Regions from separate parts of the Zea mays genome. Here region 2 is linked to region 1. A link is a contact called in public Hi-C data. All regions are on one chromosome and are shown on one strand. Each heading gives the region's core, a stretch centred on a gene start, on an enhancer-like site or on the middle of the called end of the contact. The rest is flanking DNA. Distances are from core to core; before and after follow the strand shown. Region 1 holds the start of LOC100276170. Region 2 holds the start of LOC103640889 (thioredoxin M-type, chloroplastic-like).

Region 1 (4,404 bases), core at 1,172-3,671:
AAGTAGTCCAAGTGCAACTGCATACTGATCTCCCCTTATGAAACTGCATCGAATTTTTCAGTATAAGAATCTCAAATAAAATAACATTATGGCATATTAAACAAAGATCCTGCATTGTCAATAGCTTTTGATGGAACGACACCAACTGAAATAACTCTTATTACCTCTTTAAGATCATCTCCAAAAATCAAATTCAACTTTGTTTATCTTATGCAATTCATAATTAACCAGGTATGTGCAGGGCTGGTAATGGACCACGATCCAAATGTCTCTTCACAATTTATTTGAGCCCTTAATTAATTTTAGTTCAAAAATGAATAGAAATAGAGTTTGATCCTAATCCGATCCGATCCTTCAATTTTATAGTGTAAATTTAGGGCCCATTACCACCCTTAGATATGTGAATGGAGAAGCAATGCAAGGTACTAGTAAACAGTTCAACTCTGTGACCTGTTGCATTTTGTATATACAAAACAAATAGACCAAATCATATAAAGTCAAGTCATCTGATGCATCTAGTTTACGGGGAAAAAAGGATATCACTGTGCTCTCCCATGTAAAGTTCTTCCATGACTCCATGCGAGTGTAATGACTTCCAACGAGGAAACCAGAGATAAATTGTACATCAATGGTAAAGGATAACACTAAGGTGTTGTTTGGTTCACGAAATGTAACGTAAATGACAACGGTAATGATTCACACTTGAGTACCAATGTTAACAAGTTTGAATAGACTGGTATTAGTTCCTAGTGTGGTATCTGATTACGGTTGGACCTAAGCAAATATAATCTAACATTATCAGTTACCCATCACGTTACAAATATGTGAACCAAACGGCACCTAAGTATGCTAGTACAATTTGGCAGGCCTAGTTTTGCAGAACCTGAGTACATAAGACATATTAGTTGGTAAAACATGGAATTAGTAGGTGTAAGTTATCAAACTCACCCTTTAGTGCCATCTATTGGGTCTAATATCCAATGTCGCCCAGATGGACCTCCCTCAGATTTACCACCATCAATTGCAGAAAGCACATCTTCCTTAGATAACGACATGTTGTATGAACCATCATTTACGATGGTTTCATTAATGAGGGTGGTAATGTGTTCTATAATTTCTTGGGCACCATCTTCTCTCAAGTCTTTTGAATCCTGTAAAAGTACAAATTTACATTAACCAATTAATTGCAGGAAAATTACATGCAAAAAACACAGGAAAATGCTTATGTGATATATGTACAATAACAAGACAAAATGAAGCATATGCTGGTTACCTCTTCAGCTATGATTGAGAAAGAGTGAGAAGGCAATTCCTTCTTCAGGACCAGACATACCAGTACCTGTGATCCTGGTCGTGAAACCAAGAGTAGCAATTAAATCAAAAGTTCAGAATATGCAGAAGGCCACATGTCTAGTTTTCATTCCGAAAGGGTTCCAACTGATGGAGAACATATCATAGACATACTCTCCACATTCTTTATAAATTACAACAGTTTCAGTATGCTCATGTACCATAATCCGCAACTGTAACAGGAGTCTTGTCTGCCTTCGATTGAATGTCAGAGTGCAAAATGCTCCGCTGCACTCTCTGAAGAAACATTGGGAAACATAGGGGAAGAGGAAACAAGTAAATACAACGGGAAATTGGGATCATCAAGTCCAAGAAAATACAGAAACTAGAGCAATGATTGTCAGCAACTCGATCTCGGTATCAAATGCCAACTGAATCACCACATAAAACAGTGTCCTACTAGGTATAAGTCATGAATGACTCCCCATTTCTGTAATATCTTTTTATCCCAAGATATACGGACTCAACCCTAGAAGCTTGCCATGATTCCTCCAATGGTTGCTCCGACAATTCAAAAGATGTCTTTGTTAAAAAAAAATCAGAAGATGCAACTTGAGCTAACTGCTTCAGAGCTCAGTTTCAGCTAGGGATTGTGTTTTCAATCTGGCCGATCAATAAGCATAATGCATTTCGTGTATATTTCCTCCTACCAAGCATATATTCATCTTTCCCAGAAAGAACTGGGCTGCCTTCTACCCAGTAAGTCACACGGATTCATCGGGAATTTACAAACTAAACAAATCTTATCCATCCGACAAAACTCTGAACACAAACTTTGTCTAGTATGCCCGAGCAAATGTACCAACGAACAAACTACCGAAGGGAGAGGATGCCGGAAGGAACAGGCGACAAACAGAAAGGGAGATCTGGATCAGACCACGTAACCTGGCAGAGGCGGGCCGCTAGGGCGACGGCCTTCTTGGCTGCAGCGAGCTCGGCGGCGTACGGGTTTCCGACGACCTCCGTAGCCTGCGACATGGTGGCGCCGTGGCGGGCGTCGGGCGGGGCGCGTGACAAAACAAATCTGGGGAACAACTATTGTGACGTGCATATCATTTTTGCTTTTTCGAATATGGAACAACTATCCGCAGCGACTGTCTCTAAATTTTTCCTTCTATATCATTTTTTGCGTCATATCATCAACATTTTATTATCTACTTTTTCATCCCCCGCAGCGGTTCTCCCTATATTCTCCCCCTATACCCCACTATAACTATAAAATATCATTATCTAACCATATTCATCTTTTTTACTATTTTTTCAACTATTAAATAGAGGAGTACTGTGCAAGGGGGCGATACAATGCTCTCCTTGATCTGGGGGACGGACGCGGCCCGCTGCAACGCGTAAGAAGCCATTTGGAGGCAACCGCTACGCACGTAGAGGCCCTCTACGCGTACACAGTGCAAGGGGAGGGGGCATGGCACGGCTGCCGCTGCAGTCAGCCTCATGCAGATGTTTCAAAGCTCCATTTAAGAATCACTCGCGCATAGTTATTAAACAGTAAAAAATACAATATGACGAGAGCAAAAAAATGGTTCCCACCATTTTCAACATATAGACATGTTCAAATATCGAGTCAGATCGAATTCGGATTAGATCGTAGGTCATTGACACAGTCTGTATCCAACCTATGCTTAGGATCAGATAGGGTTGGCCTAGGCTTTCCTGTTAGGTGTGTCGCGAGGTGCCCAGCTTGTGGATTATTGTTGTTAAAAACTATGGCCTGCACCCCGCCCGTTGTATTGGCTAGATCGGGTTGGTTGGGTCGGTTTTTTCGAGTGGGTCCGGTCGGGTGGTGAAAGGGAAATAACCTCAAACCATTTTTGTATTTTTTTTGGTGCTTGATGACCATTACAACCCTATAAACTAACTAATTTGTCTAGTTTTTTATTCACAGGTTTATAAGATCAACCTCAGAGTTTCTAAGTAAGATATTGATCACTTGTTCTCAAATGCTATGAATCAAGAACAAGGCAACACAATCGTTATGGATAAGGGATCTTCGTCTTCCGAAGCGTTATCCCCATGTGAGGATAATGCTCATTAGACGAAGGTCATTAAAGACATGCTTTAATCTGTACTAACTATTAAGGAGGTATTGTAGACTGCCCTCGTCGCTACCCAATGCCCCCGCTACCGCACGTCTGCCAGCCCCCGCGAAGCCCGCCGCAACCGAACGCCCCCATGCCCGCCTCCACCGCCGCGAAATCCGCCGCCGCGCATCTCGCACGCCCTCAAGCCCGCATGCCCTCTGCCGCAAAACCCTCCGCTACCGCACCGCCCACACGCCCGCACGCCACGAAATCCGCCACCGCGCATCTCGCACGCCCTCAAGCCCGCACGCCCGCTGCCGCGAAACCCTCCGTCTCCCCTCTGCGCGTGGCACATCCCCCTGAGACGCAGCAACAGAGTGACCAACAAAAGGCGAAGACGCTTGCGATGCCGTCGCAGAAGGGCCTCCAAACGGGGAAGGGGCTTGGGACACCACCTGGGGGGACACCGAACGGCAGCAACGGCTGAGACGACGCACCTGGAGGCCCTCCGAACGGTGCGATGGCTGGGACATTACCCAGGCTCTCCGCCAAAGGGCGGCGAGGCGGAAGTTGACGGCGTCGGCGCCCGCACGAACGGCGGTGTGGGTGGGCTGCCAGGGAAGGCAGGACGGGCAGCGGACGGTGGAGGGCCCGGACACGCGGCTAAGGTGGGTGGTGGGGCCGTGCCGCGGGAGATCTAGAGGTTGGCGAACGCCCCGGAGAGAGCCCCCACCCCGGAGCCTGGTAGCCCTTGGCTTGAGCCCTGCGCGGTAGGGTTTTGCGCGGCGAACGACGGCGGCGGCTGCGGAGATGACGCCATGGATCGCAGCAAGATCGGGATCTGGCGCGTGGTTGCAGGCGGCCAGGCGGGGGAGGAAAGGCAGTCGGGTGCTCTTCTCCTGTTACAGCATGGATCGTTTCGTGCGCGGTCGGGTCTGGCGGTCTGGCCCGCCTACTCTGCCCCGCGAGCAAGCCGCCGCCACCTCCCTTCACCCTTCGCTTCTAGCATCGACGTAGT
Region 2 (4,404 bases), core at 849-3,348, 530 kb after region 1:
CATGGCTCTCCGTAAGTTGTGAAAGCATGAGCACCTATTTCCACCTTTGATGGCCAAGAATCTCATTGTAGCTTTGCTGTACCATGTATAAGCTGTTATTAACTAGTGGAAAGCAGCAGGAAAAAAATTCTGAAGGGAGTGTGAATCTTGGTGTGTCATCTGTGTACCTGTGTTTCTGATAAATGCTCTCGTTTAAGCAGGTTGATCTTTCACATGACCACGGCGTTCCTCTCGTTTCATTTGTTGGATTAAAAATGGGTTGGTAGTCCGGCTGTGAGTTTACGTTAGTATGTGTCACTCGTGAGTATTTGTATTGTGACGGGCTGGTGATGTTCAGCTCTGGAGAGTATCTGTGTCACAAGTCTTTGTTCGGTAGCCAGAAGGCTGGATGTGAGCAGTGGCTGAAGTTAGCAACGAGTTGGGCAATAAATAATAGTAGGAGCAGTGGCAATATGAAACTAGACCCGTTTGTTTCTGATTATAATCTGTGTAGATTATATAATCCATTGTAAATAATCAAGATGACAAACAATCAAGCAGATTATGAGTAGATTATACAATTTGAAGCCTAGATTATGATAATCATTTTATCTCTCCTCAAAAGGAGCTTATTAGAGATTCTTCTATCCTCCTTCACGAACGCACTTCTTCCTCCATCCGCCCGTCGCACTTCTCCCATAACCTACCTACCCACCGCTACTGTATCTCCATGGATGACCATGACGCCGACGACAACCAGTCGAAGCGGACACTCCATCGCCGGTCTCGATCTGGACAATGGCGTGGAGCACTGTCCGTCGGGGCGCAACCTCGGCACGGCGAGCGCAGGATGTGGCATTGCCACTGCAGATCACGCCGTAGATGCTGCTCGCCATGGCTCACGTGTGCTCTAGCTGCTCGATAAAATGATCACAAGAATGAATGTTGTTTCAACACTAGCAGACTACGCCGGCGTTGCCACAGCACACTACGCCGTTGATGCTGCCCAGGCAGGTCCATGTGATGCAAGGGCAAGGCTATGACGGAGCAGTAGCAGAGGGCTGGCTGCCTGAACCGAATGAACGCATTACGCATCATCGTCATATCATATATCCATCCATATATATGCAAGGGCAAGGCTAGAGATACATGGTGTTTATGCGCGAGCTGGGCACATGTATCATCGATCCCAGTATCCCATGCATGCAGATGCAGCTCGGGGGCACATCACGAGACATGGGCTGCCTCTCTCGCGCGCTCATGAGCTACTACCGATGTACTTGTCGATGAGGGTGGTGAGCGTGGACTTGGGGACGGCGCCGATGACGCTCTCCTTCTTCTCGCCGCCCTTGAAGATGAGCACGGTGGGGATGCTGCGGATGCCGTAGGTGGACGCCACGTTGGGGCTGTCGTCCGTGTTCACCTTGCAGCACATGATCTTGCCGGCGTAGTCCTTGGCCAGCTCGTCGATCACCGGCGCGATCATCCGGCACGGCCCGCACCACGGCGCCCAGAACTCCACCAGCACCGGCGTCTCGCACGCCATCACCATCCCGTCCCAGTTCTTCTCGTCCGCCACCAGCACTGCCCACGGAGCCACCAGCGACGCGACGCGGGCGAGGCTCATCGTCAGTTTATTTATATATATATTCGCAGGCACCGAAACTTACTCCTATATAATATTACCTTCGTCCACGGCGTTCTTGGACTGGCAGACGTGCCGCGCCCGGCGCGTGGCGACGCGGCCGACGGACAGCGGCGCGGCCGCGACCCGCTTCGACGGCAGCACCAGGTTACCGCCGCTGCTGCAGACGAGGAGCCTGTCCTTGCTGCCAGCAGGGGCGGCGTGCAGCGCCCACGCTCTGAAGCACGTCTCCAGGGCCATTAATTCTTGTCTGGCGTGGTGGTCTCACTCACCTCACGCGCGCGTCCACGGCGAGAACGAATGTGGTGAGTAGGTGAGCGCGAACGGCCGGCGTAGGCGGCGGGGATAGGATTTGTTTCCCGGACATCATGGATATTTGGGAGCAGGCTGGGGTGGCATTGTGAGGTGGGCAGGGCCTGCGGCTCTGCATGTGGATGAGGTGTTTTTTTTCCAGCTCCTGCGTTGCCACCCACATAAGCTTCCTTTTCTTCTGGCATCGTTTATGTGCGCGCGCTGCTGTCTGCCCTGGGCCGCCTCACGCCTCTAATTCAGCTAACGTGGTAAGAAGATGAAAACTTTTCCTTTTTATGTTTAAAAATAATCGAAATTTCAAATGTATATCCAGATTTCGAAAAAAATACATTTATGTATACCTACAGCATGAGGTAAAACAATCTAAGCAACTAAATAAATATTAACAATTATTTTATATACATATATGTGAATTACAATATAAACCGACTTGAAAGGAATAGGTAGATTTTAACATAACGAGTCACGAGACACACAAAATCAGACAGAGCTCCATTACCCCTCCATGGACTCTTCTCTGTATTGAAAATGACACAAATGAGATTCTAGAGGGATAGAAATGATTATATAGCGGGGACCTGACACTTAGCCACAGAGCGGCAGGTCCCCAGCCGCTCACCCACCGAGCGACAAGCTCCCTGCCGCACTGCCATTGAGCGACAGGAGCCCTAGCGCTCGGGTAAGGTGCAACAAGAACTGCTCAATAAAAAAACAAAACAATACAGGTCTATACTGCTCCCCACTGACGCGACAAGTACCCATAATTGTAATTTTTTAAGTTGAGATATAAAATAGAAATTTCATTTATTTTTAAATATAAAAAGGAAAAGTTACATAAAAGATCTTGGAGAACATTATAAAACTTCAGTATCTCATCCCCTCAGCACTAGCCATTAGATGGGATAAAACATAGATGCATACTATGGAATTAGGAGAAATCGTCATAGATGGTGTATACTTCAGCGGTCGGTGGAGGCGCATAAATGTGACCACATGCTCAGCCCCTCCATGAGGCATTTCCTGGGTGTGTAGTACACAACCACCAAGGAGCGGTGTTCACGCTAACACTTGCAAGACAAAACATGATGGAGGCACAAAAATGCAACCACATGCTCAGCTCCTCCGCTGGACATTTCCTAAGTGTGCGGTCTACAACCACCAAGGAGTGGTCTTCGCGCTAACACTTGCAAGTCAAAACAAAAAACGTGAAAAAGGTAAGAAATGAAAAAACCAACAAAACGAAGTGGCCTTACCCGCAACACTAGCCATCTCTAACAGTACATCAGGACCCAAATTCAAATGTTAGTCCATGTCATAGTCTTCTACAGACACCTCCCTAGCTCGCGAAACATCTTGAGGCTTTAGGACCTCAACATTGTGCCCTCGCCCTCCTTCGCAAGGCAGTGGACGTTGTACTGTTCGGGGGGTGAAGTCCCTCTCTGTGTTGCAGGTGACTTGTTGATCCCTCTAGACTACGATTTGCTCAAGTGTCCTAGGGATTTTCATGCATACATGCCATGTATGGCTGCCTCAAACTTGTTGATTGCACCCTGTCCAAGGATGGAGTTTTATGGGTAGGCCATGTCCACTATGTCAAATGTTATGTGTTTGGTCCTCACATTGGGGGTGACTCTGAACAAAACTGATAGTGTTATTTTTGTAATGGACAGGGTGGCCTCTTCACTAAAACCACAAAGTGGGTTGTTGGCCTTTTGAAGCTGATTAGGGTTGATGGCCATGTGTTTGAAGGCATACATGAAAATTATGTTTTCTTGGCTACTGATGTCAACGAGGACTTTGTGCCCGTCCCAATTGCTGATGTTGTGGTTGATGACCATGGTGTCTGTATGCGAGGCACTTCACAAATTGACATCCCTTATGTCAAAGGTTATGAAGATGTGTGACCATATAGTTTGCACAATCAGTCCCATAACGACGACATGGTAACAATGCAGTAATAATCCTTCTGCTATCATTTATTTTCAAAGTTAGTGCTGGAGCCTCTAGATATCGTGTTTATTGTGCATGGAGGGGCTTGAGGTAGTTGTTCTCCGTCTTTTGGGTGTGGAGGTGGTAGTTGGAGGGTGGGGTGGAGCTGTGGGGGAGGGGGAGTTGCAACCTTTCTTGGTGTGGTAACTACAACTAGTATGGGGTTGGTGAGAATTGTGGGTAATATGTTTGTGGGTTTTGGTAGCGTGGCTGACATTGTTGTTGGTACGAGGTGTGGGCGATAGCCGTCACTGCTTGTTCCTAGTTTGACCTCGCCATTCTTTCTTTAGTCTTTTTTTGTGATGGGGTATTCTTTGGTAGAGTGTCTGACATCCTCGTCACAGAACCCAGTATGGATTCCGCTCTTGACCAGAGCTTCTACCGTGTCCTCAATCTCTATTGGTCTTTGCGCCCATCATTGCTTCTTGGGTGTGTTCTTTAATACGAAGGGTCCATCACTGGTTTGTTCTTGTTGGTTG

What was found. A called contact is a pair of places that touch in the nucleus more often than the background predicts.
Region 2: a Hi-C map of leaf mesophyll shows a contact between it and region 1, with 2.7 times the contacts expected there. The contact joins the promoter of LOC103640889 here to the promoter of LOC100276170 in region 1. A contact is called at or near these places in 5 of 25 Hi-C or Micro-C datasets (ear, leaf, leaf mesophyll and 1 more).

The regions. Positions count from the first base shown.
Region 1 is chr10:15,645,502-15,649,905 of Zm-B73-REFERENCE-NAM-5.0, forward strand. LOC100276170 reads right to left here and starts at 2,422. Exons shown (of 8, transcript NM_001150020.2): 1 at 2,236-2,422; 2 at 1,512-1,587; 3 at 1,274-1,347; 4 at 949-1,151; 5 at 1-43. The coding sequence starts at 2,328.
Region 2 is chr10:16,172,966-16,177,369 of Zm-B73-REFERENCE-NAM-5.0, forward strand. LOC103640889 (thioredoxin M-type, chloroplastic-like) reads right to left here and starts at 2,099. Exons shown (of 2, transcript XM_008664343.3): 1 at 1,666-2,099; 2 at 1,056-1,563. The coding sequence starts at 1,864. The coding sequence ends at 1,238. It overlaps LOC100279192, which reads left to right. Exons shown (of 9, transcript NM_001152216.1): 9 at 1-211.